3 separate regions of the Sus scrofa genome follow, and regions 2 and 3 are each linked to region 1. A link is a contact called in public HiChIP or PLAC-seq data. All regions are on one chromosome and are shown on one strand. Each heading gives the region's core, a stretch centred on a gene start, on an enhancer-like site or on the middle of the called end of the contact. The rest is flanking DNA. Distances are from core to core; before and after follow the strand shown. Region 1 has its middle 170 kb from the start of SCARB1. Region 2 overlaps NCOR2 (nuclear receptor corepressor 2). Region 3 overlaps NCOR2 (nuclear receptor corepressor 2).

The links. HiChIP or PLAC-seq counts read pairs in DNA pulled down with a chosen protein or histone mark.
Region 2: a contact with region 1 is called in an H3K27ac HiChIP or PLAC-seq map of skeletal muscle, with 3 times the contacts expected there. The contact joins two enhancer-like sites. A contact is called at or near these places in 2 of 2 datasets of contacts at active chromatin or transcription factors (alveolar macrophages and skeletal muscle).
Region 3: an H3K27ac HiChIP or PLAC-seq map of skeletal muscle shows a contact between it and region 1, with 4 times the contacts expected there. The contact joins two enhancer-like sites. A contact is called at or near these places in 2 of 2 datasets of contacts at active chromatin or transcription factors (alveolar macrophages and skeletal muscle).

The regions. Positions count from the first base shown.
Region 1 is chr14:28,466,582-28,471,153 of Sscrofa11.1, reverse strand. No RefSeq gene overlaps it. Among named protein-coding and RNA genes, the nearest start is that of SCARB1, 170 kb to the right of the region's middle. Within about 2 kb of position 2,778, at least 40 of the 83 cell types and tissues checked have an H3K27ac peak or open chromatin away from gene starts, as enhancers often do. A contact at or near this core is called in skeletal muscle, where this site is marked.
Region 2 is chr14:28,689,745-28,694,316 of Sscrofa11.1, reverse strand. NCOR2 (nuclear receptor corepressor 2) reads right to left here. Exons shown (of 49, transcript NM_001044576.1): 8 at 2,107-2,163. Among named protein-coding and RNA genes, the nearest start is that of NCOR2, 49 kb to the right of the region's middle. Within about 2 kb of position 2,661, at least 46 of the 83 cell types and tissues checked have an H3K27ac peak or open chromatin away from gene starts, as enhancers often do. A contact at or near this core is called in skeletal muscle, where this site is marked.
Region 3 is chr14:28,669,529-28,674,100 of Sscrofa11.1, reverse strand. NCOR2 (nuclear receptor corepressor 2) reads right to left here. Exons shown (of 49, transcript NM_001044576.1): 4 at 4,382-4,509; 5 at 2,555-2,732. Among named protein-coding and RNA genes, the nearest start is that of NCOR2, 29 kb to the right of the region's middle. Within about 2 kb of position 1,915, at least 14 of the 83 cell types and tissues checked have an H3K27ac peak or open chromatin away from gene starts, as enhancers often do. A contact at or near this core is called in skeletal muscle, where this site is marked.

The sequences.
Region 1 (4,572 bases), core at 1,529-4,028:
GCTCTCACACCAAAATGCCTGGAAGAAATAAGGCTGCAAGAGTGATCATTCTTATTTGTGCTTCTCTTGGACTTAATATTCAGGGGGCCAGATAGGGTAAAGCTTCAGACAGGAGAGAATCTCTGCCTGGCTTGAGTTTCAGACACAGCTCTACTGTTATGCCAGCTGTGTAACCTTGGGCAAATGTTACCTCACGGCTTTGAGCCTCCATTTTCCCATCCACACAATGGGAATTTTAACTAGGCTTGCCTCCATGGGCTGCTGTGGGGAGCAACGCCAAGCTCCCTCCAGGCCAGGTTCTTGGGGACTATATTGGGTTAAAGAGTGTCCTCCCCAAATTCATGTCCACCCAGAACGTGTGTGTGTGTGTGTGTGTGTGTGTGTGTGTGTGTGTGTGTGTGTGTGTGTGTGACCTTATTTGGAAATAGGGTCTTTGCAGATGGGATCAAGTTAAGATGAAGTCATGCCGGATTAGAGTGGCCTCGAAATCCAGTGAAGGGTGTGAAGACACAGGGAGCCAGAGAGAAGACCGCCAGTGAATCCCATGCCACAGAACTCCGAGGGCAGCCTGCAGCTGCCAGAAGCCAGAAGGAAAGCAAGGGAGGCCCCTCCCCTAGAGGCTTCAGAGGGAGCCCAGCCCTGTTGCCACCTAGATTTCCGACTCCTGGCCTCCAGGACTTTGAGAGAAGATATTTCTGCTGTTTTTTAAACCACCTGCTTTGTTAATTAGCAATGGCAGCCTCAGGAAACTAGGACAGGGAGGGTTTGACCAGTGGGAGTTTCTGTGAGCACTGCTGGGTGATGCAGGAATTGCTGAGGAAGGCAGGGGAATCAGGGGACCCCAGGGGCTAAGAAAACCCTTTGGCAGCCCTCCTAAGAATCAGACCTCACCTCCAGCTGCCCAGACCTCCCAGGAGGTTAAGGTCAGGGTCAAGAATGCTTTTTTTTTTTTTTCTTTTTTCTTTTTAACGACCACTCCTGCGGCATAGGGAAGTTCCCAGGCTAGGGGTAGAATCGGAGCTGCAGCTGCTGGCCTACACCACAGCCACAGCAACTCAGGATCCAAGCCGTGTCTGCAAAGTACACCACAGCTCAGGGCAACGCCAGATCCTTAACCCACTGAGTGAGGCCAGGGATCGAATCCACATCTTCATGGATACTAATCTGGTTTGTTACTGCTGAGCCACAACGGGAACTCCAAGGATGGGTTTTGGTGGGTGAGGGCTGGAGGCTAAGTGAGTGCCAGTCCCAGCTGAGTTGAGGGTGGGCTTGGGGGAGAGTTCATGATTAGAGAAAGACCTGGGAGGTCCCTAGGTCTCTAGACTCAACATTTATCTGCAGAAAGGAAAACAAGTAGCTTCTGGAGAGGGGGCGGTGGGGGGGGGCTCCCTGAGAAAAGACCTCACCTGCCCCCCCCAGTCTGTCCCCACCCTGGAATGCAAGATGTCATGGGGAGACCCCCTGGGGTGGCAGTTCAACTCCAAAGCTGCCTTCCTGCCCAACCCCTCCTCCCCCCATATATCAGAGGCTTCCCCCAAAGTGCCTGTCACTCCCAAATCAACAGCCACCCAAACGTCCTACCTGGATACGCTGTACCCTGAACTTGACTCTGGGAAGCCCTGTTCTCCGAAAATAAGCATATTCCCAAGATAGCTCAAAGCAAAGCGGGAGCAGTAAAGCAGAGGGGGACAACGGTTATCAGCATTTGCCCTCTGGTCGGACACATTTCCACCCCTCTGAACCCCCACCCCCACCCCAGATCCACACGGAAAGAATCCCAGGGGCAGCTGGGCTGATGCAGGCTGAGTTTCTGAAATGTTTTTGGATCTCCCTTTGTCTAGTGGGTCGACAAAGACAGTGGGAGAGTTATGAACCCTGAAGGGTCAAAAGATGTGGCGTGCCCTGAGGTGGCCAGATAAGGGCAGATTATTCTGAAATCTTGTTCTGCCTGTATTTCACACAAACGGGGAGGTTCTGGGCAACTGGGGGCTGGGTGCCAAGCCCCCAGGTTAGGTAACCGCTCCTTGTCCCCACTCTGCACACAAGCACAGGGCAATCACTTCGCCTGCATTCCCTTGAAAGTCTCGGATTGCAAAAATGTTATTGCAAATCTGGTCTCTGACCTGCAGAGATACAGCAGTTGAGCCACACATGGGCCCCGGAAACGGGGCCTCTCAGAAGAACGCCAGTTTGCATTTCTGAAGCCAAACCAAACACGGGGCTGGAAAACGTTTTCGTATTATCTCATGCCCTCACTATGGAACAATCACTCCATTGAAAAGCCATGAGCCCGCCCAAGTTTTAAATTAAACCTCTCGAGTTTTCCCTCTGAGAGCAGATAAAATCCTTCCAGCTTATGTTTTGAGGAAAGAATTTGGTTTGTGTGTCAGTGTGTGTGTGCCTGTGTGTGTGTGTGTGTGTGTGTGTGTGTGTGTATTTCCCCTAAAACTCATTTTCTTTTGTTGGATTCCTTGAAGCTCTGTTTAAATATTTTACTTGAGGAAATAACTACGTTTGATGAATGTCGAAATACCCTTCCAGGAGCAAGTCCTCCATGCTGCCTGGATTCCAGTAAGAAGCTCATTCTGAAAGAAGAGGTGAGGCCCCTTTGCAAGGAGTAAGCCCCCCAGAGTGGCCTTGAAGAGCTTTGCTGACATTGTTACAAGAGGTATTTTTTCTCCACCCATCTATTTATTTGTTGGACGTCAACCACAGGCTCTGAAAATCCACTGTGTGTAAAAGCACAAGCGGCAATGCTGGAGTGGAGATAAAGAGAGAGAGGGTTTTGTTCCTTGGCTGGGGCCAGAAGAGGCCCAAGTTCTGCGGCTGACCCCGCCCTGAACAGCCGTGCGACGCTGGCCAATTCCTTCCACTTGCGGCCGCTTAGATGCCTCACCCCCAAAAGGAAGGATAATCTCAGAAGCTCCTTTTGTGACACTGCCAATTGCAAAGGCTCATATGCTATGGTTCAGTCATTCAACAAGCAGTTGCTACGGGCCATTCTGTTCCAGGCATCAGGGAGGCAGCCGGGAACAAGACCGACAACATCCCTGCCCCTCATGGAGCTGATGTTTCTCTCTTTGAGACTCTGGGATTCGTTTCTGATTGCATTTGGGAAGCTACCCAGGGCTTTGCGTGGTACCTGGTACATAGGATCAGTATTTCTCTTTCTCTGTGTTGTAAAGGAAAGGTGAGTCGCCCAGCACACTGGGAGGGAAGGGCCCAGTGATGGTGTGTGGAGGGCAGGGTTAGCGGCGAGTCTGAGTCTGGAGATTGCAGCCACTCTGGCGAGATCTCAGAGGCCCCACAAAGGACCCTCAGCTCAGCAGAGACGATGCCGACCACACCAACCTGACGACAGCGAGCCAGAAGGCCAGGATCCCCCACGCGGCACAGGACTTCTGCACCCAGTCACGAAAACCCAGCTTCAAAGTCAAGGGCACAGCCTGACGACTTGGTAGAGGGACCTATCCTGCCGACAGATTAGGGTAGTTGACACACAAATCCAGATGTTTGGGGCAGGGGCCTCTGCTTTTCAAGTCACGCTCGTCTCCTCTTTTATGAATCCATGTGGCCTCTGACGGCATCTGAGTTTTCGGTCCCTTCTCTGAGTGGAGCTTCAGGGGTTCCAATGAAGATATGGATGGCATTTCAAGTGAAAGGAGGCTTTCTCCATCCCACTTGGTGCAGGCATGGGATGGGGTGGAACAAGCTCAGATTTAGGAACCAGATAATCAGGGGTTCAAATCCTGGCTCTGCTACTCGTTAGCTGTATGATCTTGGGAACCTCCGTTTTCTCATTTTAAACATGGGAAGATGGGAGTTCCCTGGTGACACAGCAGGTAAAGGATCCAGCCTTGCCACTGATGTGGCTCTGGTTGCTGTTATGGCGTGGGTTCACCCTTGGCCCAGGAACTTCTGCAAGCTGCAGGTGTGGCCAAAAACAAGTTGGGGGGGAGGTGTGTCCTACCAAGCTGTTGCAAGGAATGGGCGAACATAAAATGTCCACTATGCACCAGGCACAGTCAGGGGCCAGGTACACAAAGGACCAGACAAGGGGTTGAAACCCCAAACCTATAGAGATCAGATAGGTAATGTAAAGGAGTAAAATGGATCAGAGGTAGGGTGCAATAGAGACTGGTGGGGAGTGGGGAAAAGTGAACAAGAGCACCTGCCTTGTATAAAGGCCAATTCTAGCCAGTTGTCATCACATCAGAATATAGGACCCAAGGTTACTGAGTCTTCTGATTTTTTATAAATAAAGGCCACAAATCCAGATTTTTTTTTTTTTTTTTGGTCTTTTTGTCTTTTTAGGGCCACACCTGCGGCATATGGAGGTTCTCAGGCTAGGAGTCTAATCGGAGCTGTAGCTGCCAGCCTATGCCACAGCCACAGCAGCGCAGGATCTGAGCCACATCTGCGACCTACACCACAGCACATGGCAACACCGGATCCTTAACCCACTGAGTGAGGCCAGGGATCAAACCCACAACGTCATGGTTCCCAATTGGATTCGTTTCCACTGTGTCAGGACAGGAACTCCAAATTCAGATTTTTAATGTGAAATCTCTT
Region 2 (4,572 bases), core at 1,412-3,911, 220 kb before region 1:
GAGACAGAAAGCAGATCTGTCGTTGGCTGGGAGGGGAGGGGAAAGGGATGGGAAGTAGAGGGAGGGGAGATAAGGAGGTGACAGATCGGAGAACAGAGTTCTTTTTGAGATGCTGAAATGTTCTAGAATTGATCGTGGAGATGGTTACACACATCTGTGAATATACTGAAAACCACTGAACTGTACTCCTTAAATGGGTGAATTGTTGGCACATGGATTACATCCCAATAAAGCTAAAAAAAAGGCTGCTAGAGACATCCCAGAAATCACGCCCGATGGGAAGAAAGACTGTAGCCTGGGAGCCTGTTCTCATCCCAGGAGGGGCACTGGGCCTGGCCCCTGAACCATAGGAGGCCCCCCCAAAGCCCCTGTCTGGCTCTGCCCCCTGAGAGGACTGGGGCAGGAGGGGCACAAGGCGGGGGGCAGAAAGAGGCCAGCTGCTCACAGTCCCTCAGTGGCCTAAGTAACAGACAGACCCCAGGCTGGGGAGCAGCTGTCAAGGCAGAAAAAACTCCAGGGCCAATGGCTCCACCCTCCTAAGTGTCCAGGACGGCTAAGTGCTTACCAGAGGACACGGGCTGTGCTAAGTGAGCCTTTTCCGTGCACCATTTCATTGGTCCTTCATCAAGATCCTTGGCTTTCCCATTTCACAGATGAGAAAACCGAGTCCCTTTCCCAAGGCCACTCAGCAAAGACACGGCAGAGCCAAGCTTAAAATTAGGCTCTGGGAGTTCCTGTCGTGACTCAGTGGTTAATGAATCCAACTAGGAACCATGAGATTGTGGGTTCGATCCCTGGCCTTGCTCAGTGGGTTAAGGATCCGGCATTGCCGTGAGCTGTGGTGTAGGTTGCAAATGTGGCTCGGATCCTGCGTTGCTGTGGCTCTGGCATAGGCTGGTGGCTACAGCTCCGATTTGACCCCTAGCCTGGGAACCCCCATATGCCGTGGGAAAGGCAAAAAAGACCAAAAAAAAAAAAGGCTCTGAACACACAAGGCTTTATTTGCGCCCCACAGCACAGACCTGCCATGTGCACAGGGACCCTCACACACTGGGGCCAGGCACTGTGTGTGTGCAGATAAGCAGTGTACCCACGTGCTGCCCTTGCAATTCTGTGCTCACCTGCTCAGTGGGACAGTGACTAGTTCCAGACAGGCAGGCAGGCAGGCAGGCATTCTGGCTATTTCTCCCAGGCTACCGGCCCACAGTTTCCATGCTCCCTTGCTTCCTATCTCTGGTGACACATAAGGGGACGGATGCCTGAGAGAGAAGAGGCCGGGTCTGCTTCCCAGCTCTGCTGCTGACATGACCTCTTCCCGTCAGTAAAATGACGCTGACTACATGACTAATAATAATAACAACTAACGCTCAGCACTTACTGTCCATCAGGCACTGTGTTCAGTGCTTTACAAAAATAAATACAGTTAATTGTCACTATGACCCAATGAGATATGTGTTACTATGAGTCCTAGTTTACTGATGAGGAAACTGAGGCACAGAGAGGTTAAGATGCCCGCTCAGGGTCACACAGCTTTTTTTTTTTTTTTTTTTTGTCTTTTTAGGGCTGCTTCCACGGTATATGGAAGTTCCTCGGCTAGGGGTTGAATCAGAGCTGTAGCTGCTGGCCTACACCACAGCCACAGCAACACCAGGTCCTTAACCCACTGAATGATGTCAGGGATCAAACCCGTATCCTCATGGATACTAGTTGGGTTTGTTATCGCTGACCCATAGTTCCTCACATATCTGTTCCTCTATTAAGGAACAGATCTCAGAGTTGAACTCAGATCATCTGGCCCAGAGTATGGGCTTCCTACACTAAGCCAAACCAAATGGGTTGGACTCCAACGTGTCAATCTTGCAGCCTGACTGGCCAGAGTTGGGAGTATAGCTGGAGTGTCTTTGCTCCACTACCTCCCCCCAGCACGGCCTGGCCCACCTACCGGCCGCTATCTGCCAGTCCCTCTCATCAGGAGGGTGGATTTCCTGCCTCCTCCAGAAGACAGGGCAGCGCCTGGCAACAGCCAGACTTCCTCCTTCCCTCCGCACCCACCTGCCGCCCCTGCCCACCTCTCCAGCCAACCCCCCACCCCGTCCCCCAGCTCACCAGCTCCACCTGGGGCCCCAGGCCTTCCAGAATCCGATGCGCAGCCTCGGCCTTCTTCTGCAGGGTGATGGAGAAGAGGAGGAATTAAAAACAGAAAAAAATCCTAACACACACACACACACACACACACACACACACACACACAGAGGGAACAGATTATAAATAGAGGCCTCTCGGAACAGCAGGCAGCTGCCCAAGCCAGCACGACTGTCCAGGCCTGGGGGGTGGGAGGGGACAGGGTCCCCCTGCAAGCCCTCCCCAGGCTGGTGACAAACACAGAGGGCCTGAACATCCCCGCAGAGGCCCTGGCAAGCCCGCCAAGTTTCGATGCGAACAAACGCACCCTGTTCTCTGGCGCCTGCCCCCCAAAGCCCCCAGCCCAACGCCCTCCTCGTGGCCCGAGGCGGGCACAGCTCCTTGCCAGCTGCCGACACTGCCAGGCCCGAGAGGCCTTCCTCCGCCTTGGAAACTGGCTGGGTGTCTACAATTACCTCAGAGCTGGTGCCGCCAGCTCGGGGGAGGGGGGAGGGCAAGATAGAGGCGCTGGGAGATACCCTTTCTAGGATTCTTGTATTTCACAATCATGTGACTCTTTCTGAGCTGCCCTGGGGCCTCCCCGCCTCCCTCCCCACTCACAACCGGGACTTATTAGGAAAACAGGAACATATGGCAGAAAGGGCTGGGTGGCTGCGAATTCAACAGGCTGGACCTCGGGGCCTCTGGCCGTGAAGGCGGACATTGTATCTTGGCCAGGCCCCCAGCCTGGGACCAGGAGGGCCTGGCCAGCCATGCTGGCCAGGAGACAGGGTGGACAGAGAGCTGCAGAAGGTGGCTGCAGGGAGTCTCTGTTGGCTGGAAAATGGGGTGCCCACGGCACACATGTGGGAGACCCAAGTCCTGCCCGACACCCAGGAAAGGCTGGGTGCCCCCACCTCAGCCAAACACGGAGACCATCCAGGACCAGTGCAGGCTGGCAGGCTGGGCCATGCAGGACACGGTCATCAGAGTGAAACTGCTCCCCAGGGAACCCCAAATCCAGACTCACTAAGTGGGGGGGTGACCCAGAGCCTTAGGAACGTGGCTGACAACAGAATCCGAGGTACAGGCTTCAGGTGTTGCAGCAGGGAGGAGGGGCAGCCTCCCCGTCCCCAGCCCCCACAACACAGAGTAGGTATGTAGGTGGGCTCAAGCTGGCACCTAGAACTAGCTCCGCCTAGAGCCCTGGGCCCAGCCCACCCAAGAACAAGCCATGATCTCGGCCCCCTTTGTGCTGAGCCAAAACCCGGAGAGCAGCAGCCTCAGGGTGTGGCTGGAGGCCAGAAAATCAGGGGGCAAATTATTATTGGAAGGACTGCCATTTTTTTAAGCACCTACTATGAGCCAAACATCAAGCACAAGGCATGTTATTAATACCTGAAGCACACACAACATGAAGTGAGGCAGATATATGAAGTATCCCCATTTGGGAGATCCCGTCGTACCTCAGTGGAAATGAATCGGGCTAGGATCCATGAGGACGCAGGTTCAACACCTGGCCTCGCTCAGTGGATTAAGGATCCGGCGTTGCTGTGGCTGTGGTGCAGGCCAGTGGCTACAGCTCTGATTCAACCCCCCAGCCGGGGAACCTCCGTATGCCACAAATGGGGCCCTAAAAAGCAAAAAAAAAGAAGAAGTATTCCCATTTAACAGATAATGAAACTGAAGCACAGAAAGATGAGGTCAGGAAAAGTCATCCTTCTGATCTCCAGGCTCTAAGAAGGACAACAAGGGCTGGCCCCGTCCAGGGACCCCACTGGGTTGTGTCTTGCATCTTCTATGAGGTGGGGAAGGTACCAGCCTGAAAGTCAGCACAGATCACTCAGCCCTGGCCATACCTTGAAGCCAGAAAGTGTCAGCATGGGGTATGGAAGCTGAAAGAATTCCTTAGTTGGGCCAACTGAAAGACTGGGTATAGGGTGGGGAGGGCACAGGGTAGCCCCCAAACATTTGATCACCCACTCTGTATTAAGCACTGGGGCATGAAACAAAATGAATGCTCTCTGGCCTCTGCCCACAATAAACCAGTCTAGTGGGCAGTTGGTCAAAAGCCGTGATAGCAGGTATTCAGGCAGAAAAAGGTACACATGTGTACAAAAGAGGCATTAAGCATGGCAGGAGTCACTCTCTCCAGAAAGGTAACAGGAAGGATACATGAGTTGGGTTTTGAGGGATGAATAGGGGTTTGTGCGCAACATGAGGCTCTGTGGGGATCAGAAGCAACTGCCCATCTAGATAAAGGCGTGATGCCAAGGAGTTCCTGTTGTGGCTCAGTGGTTAACGAATCCGCCTAGGAACCATGAGGTTGCAGGTTCGATCCCTGGCCTTGCTCAGGGGGTTAAGGATCTGGCGTTGACATGAGCTGTGGTGTAGGTCGAAGACATGCCCTGGATCCCAAGTTGCTGTGGCTGTGGCGTAGGTCGGCGGCTA
Region 3 (4,572 bases), core at 666-3,165, 200 kb before region 1:
CATTATGTAAAATTACAGACCAGAGGGAGTGAAAGCCTTGGGGGCTGAAGAGGACCCCTGGATCTCCTGGTCTCAGCCCCAGGAAAGGGCAGGGCCGGCCCCAGGCACGCACAGTCCACACCCTTCATCGCAATGATGGGTTCCAGGACGGGCATGGCCCTAACTAATGGCAGGGAGATAAACAGCTTTGGTCTGGAAATGTGGAGACATAGCTTTCTCTCTTTTTGTCAGCCTTGAATGTGGGCAGAGGAAGGTCTGGAGTCTCAAACTGCCTTCTTGTTAACCCACCAAAACCACGTGCAGGACAGCAGAGCCAAGAAATGAACAGAGACCAGGAGCTGGTGACATCATGTCACCTGGATCAAGCTGTGCCTGAAGCCAACTACCCCCTAGATTCCAGTTATAAGCCAAGACTCCTGCCTAAGCCAGTTTGACATGGGTTTTCTGTCCTTTTCAGCCAACAGGGCCCCAACAGACAAAGAAACTTTCAGAAATGTTGCCGTTTGTGATGATTCTAAAGTCCCCAGAACAAAGTGTGGTGAATTGCAAAGGAAGCCTCTGATGCCACAGGACTCCAGAGGCTCAAGGGTAGGGAAGCATTATAAAACAGAACATTTTTATACGAAAAAGGAGCACAGCAGGGGCCAAGGGAAGGGAGGGGGTGTTGTTTAAAAAAAAAAAAAAAAATCCCATCAAATTCCTGTCTCATGTATCCAGTTGAATTCCACAGAGCAGACGCAAAAAACATCTGAGCTCCTTCAGACTTGTATTTCTCCCCTGGCTTCTTCCCTTGCCCAAAATGCGCTCAAACTTTCCACATGCTCTGAACAGCCTGGAGCAATTACAGTAGTTGGTCCAACCAGGCCCCAACCCTGGGACCATCCCTCCCCTGCACCCATGGGGTCCAGGAGGAGAACAGGGAGACAGACAGACAAAGAGACAGAGATAGAGAGAAATAGAGACAGACAGATACACACACACACACACACACACACAGGCAGAGAGAGACAGAGACACAGGGTCAGAGATATACAGTGACAGCTACAGAAACTGAGACCCACAGAGGGAGAGGAAGCACCCCAGGGAAGCCCAAGAAGGAGATGGCCAAGCAGAAGGACTCACAGAGCCACTGTCAGGCATAGAGACTCTCAGGAGCCTCATTCTGGAAAGCTTCACGGCAGGAAGCAGAGGCCAGAAAGGGCTGGCCAGAGACACCCAGCAGTCAGCTCTCTGGGCAGAAGTGAACATGAGCACAGGGACATGGCCCTCTCGAGGCGCTAGTCCCTTGTGAGGACATCAAGCCTCCCTGGTGGCCCTATGCCCCCCTACACACACCCCTCGCCTACCGCCCAAGACCCACTTCAGAGCAGCTTTTCGCATGGCAACACCCCTCCTAGGAGGCTGGGAGGTCAAAGAAACTGCGAGAAGGATGCCAACGAGAGGGCGACAGGCACTGGGCAGAGGGAGGAGGGCGGCTCACACAGGAAGCCCGCAGCAGGACAGCCTGGTGGGCAGGGCTGGGCTGCAGACCCGGGCACCCCCCCATGATTATGGGCGAGTGGCTCTTCCCACCGGGGGCCCCCTCTATAAAGGTGGTCGCAGATCAGGCTGGGAAGGCTCAGTGGAATGACACCCACTTGGCAAAGTACCGGGCACACAGTCAGGGGCTCAGTGTTAGCTTGTGATCATTATCCCGACCACTCCAGGATCCCCCTGTCCTGCCAGCCCCCGATAAAGGACCTGCCTCAACCTGAAATCCCACCCAGTGTCAGTCAGAGGCAGAGAAGAGGATCCAGCAGGCCTAAGTGGGCCACTTCCCTCCCCTGGCCTGGCTCCCAGTCCCCACCCTCCCCCACTGGTGCTGCAGTAAGATGAGCACTGACCTCACCCAGCAGCTGGGAGGCCGTTAATGAGCTAATGTGTGTCCTCCTGGTCACAAAGGAGCATGATGGCACTGCTCAGCTCGTGCAAAATGGACATCCATCATGCAGCCTGCCAAGGACGAGTGTGTCACCTGGCCATAGATCCTGCCCCACCCTAGCCAGTCACAGTGAAATAACCCTCTGGAGGCGGCTGGGGGACCCTAGAGGACAGAAACACCTGGGCCACTGGCTGCAATTCCTCCACTTACACAGAGACCAAACAAGTTTCTATTCTAGCCTCTGCAGTCCTGAGGTTCACTGAAATAGCAGAAAAACCTCTGGCAACAGCAAACCACAGGAGCTTAATCTATGCACACTCTCTCTCCCACTATCTCAGCTCAGCTTTCTATTTAAAGAAGAGTGAAATCAAAGAGCCCTCGAGGGCGCTGTGGGCATGGGGCCCCCATGGGCTGGACACATGGGGTGGGGGTGGGTCGCTGTCCCTCCCCAGGCAAGAAATGGCCCACAGAGCCGACCTGGTCCCTGGACTCTCCTCTCACTGCCCAGCCTCTGCACACCCTGTGCCTGGTCCCTCCCCCAAGCCCAGCATACCACCCTTTCCCTTACTCCCCACCAGATCGCAGCAGAGCCCAAACCTTCAGAGGAGCTGCTGGCCAGTGGGCAGGTCTTACCTTGGACAGGTCCTCAGAGCCCCCAGGCTGGCCAGCAGCCAGCAGGGGTGAGGGCCGCAGCAGAGGGTCGGACAGTAGCTCCAGGCGAGGACGCTTGCTCTCAAGGAACTCCATCTCTGACTTGCCCAGCTCAGGCAGGTACGCGTGGGACTCCGGTCGCAGGTGAAGCTCCTGGGACCTGCAGGAGGCAAGGGCACAGGGCCATCACATCTGCTGCTCTTCCCGCTGATAGCTACCCATGAGCCATGCCCCCTTCTGTCTGCGAGAGGAATGCCCATCCATTCTAGGGGGCGCAGCAAGGCAGGACTCAAACAGAGGTTTGTCTTTCTTCAAGTCAACATTCACCAACTAAGTTCATAGCAAGAGAATGTACTGGCGGCTCCCCACTCCCTCACCACTGTGTGTGGCCCTCAGGGCTGGCTAAAAACGCAGAATCTTGGAGTTCCCGTTGTGGCTCAGTGGGTTAAGAACCTGACATAGTGTCCATGAGGATGCAGGTTCGATCCCTGGCCTCACTCGGTGGATTAAGGATCCAGCATTACTACAAGCTGCTGCGTAGGTTGAAGACACGGCTCGGATCCCATGTTGCTATGGCTGTGGTGAAGGCTGGCAGCTGCACCTCCAATTCAACCCCTAGCCCAGGATCTTCCATATGCTGCAGGTGCGGCCGTAAAAAGAAAAAAAAATGCAGAATCTTGAGTCCCAGCTCAGACCTACTGGGTCTGACTCTGCACTGAAACAGGATCTTGTTTGCCTTGCCCACTGCATCCCTGCCTCAGGGCCTTTGCACCTGCCAGGCTGGAACATTCACATACCAGCTCCTTCCATGCTGACTCTTCTCCATCCTGTCTCAGTGCACAAGGTGTTGCCTCCTAACAGCAGTCTCCCTGCCAACCAGTCCTACCTCATCACATCACCTATTTTCTTTTATTTTCTTGCCTTTTTAGGGCTGCACCTGCGGCATAAGGAAGCTCCCAAGTAGGGGTCTAATCAAAGCTGTAGCTTCCAGCCTTGCCACAGCCACAGCAACACCAGATCTTTAACCCACTGAGTGAGCCTGGGGATAGAACCTGCATCCTCATGGATACTAGTCAGGCTCGTAACCCACTGAGCCACAAGGGGAACTCAGCCACCTGTTTTCTTTATCTTCACAGCCCTCACCATTTGCTTGTTGGTTTGTGTGCGTTTGCTGGCTGCCTCCCCTGCCCCAGAATGTCCATCCAACAAGGGCAGGGATATGCATCTATCTAGTTCACTGCTGGATCCCAGGGCCTGGCAACAGGTGCTCAATCTGTACACATGAGGTGAGTGGATGTCATGGCAACATGGGCGGGGCTGTGCTGTAATGCTTTCCTTTCCTTCCATTTCTCTCACCAAAGCCAGGTCACAAGATGCCCCTTCTGCCCAGCTCAGAGCCATCAGCTTCACAATCACTAGAGGCCTGGCAGGAGCACGTGGCTTCTTCATTTAAATATGCAAAAGGCACCATAGTAGGTTTGAGTCCCTCCACATTCGTGTTAACTCAGTACGTCAGAATGTGACCTTATTTGGAGGTGGGGTCTTTGCAGATGTAATTAGCTGAGATGATATCATACTGGATTAAGTCAGGCCCTAAACTCCTGTCTGGGCCACACACCTGGAGACCACTGCAGACCCGAGGGCCGTGTGGCTCTTCCCTGCCCTTCCCCATCCTCGCCCCAATCCTGGCTGCACAAGGACCAGGGCACAGCCTGCCACCCCCTTGTTTAACACCAACCCTGCAAGCTCCCTGTGGGCACAGGACTCCACGTCCCCGTCTGAGAAGTGGATGCGTGGGCCCCATCTCACCTTTCATTCCCGGGCTGAAATTCAGACAGCAGGGAGGGCCTCCTCCGCTGGGGCTGAATGATGGAGCCGGGTGACAGGTGTGAAGTGTAGTCACGGCTGTGGTGCTGGTACTCGAGCAGCCCGACATCCTGCAGCAGAGCACAGGGAGGCCAGTGAGCATCCACACCCCTGCAGGCTGGCCGCACAGCCAG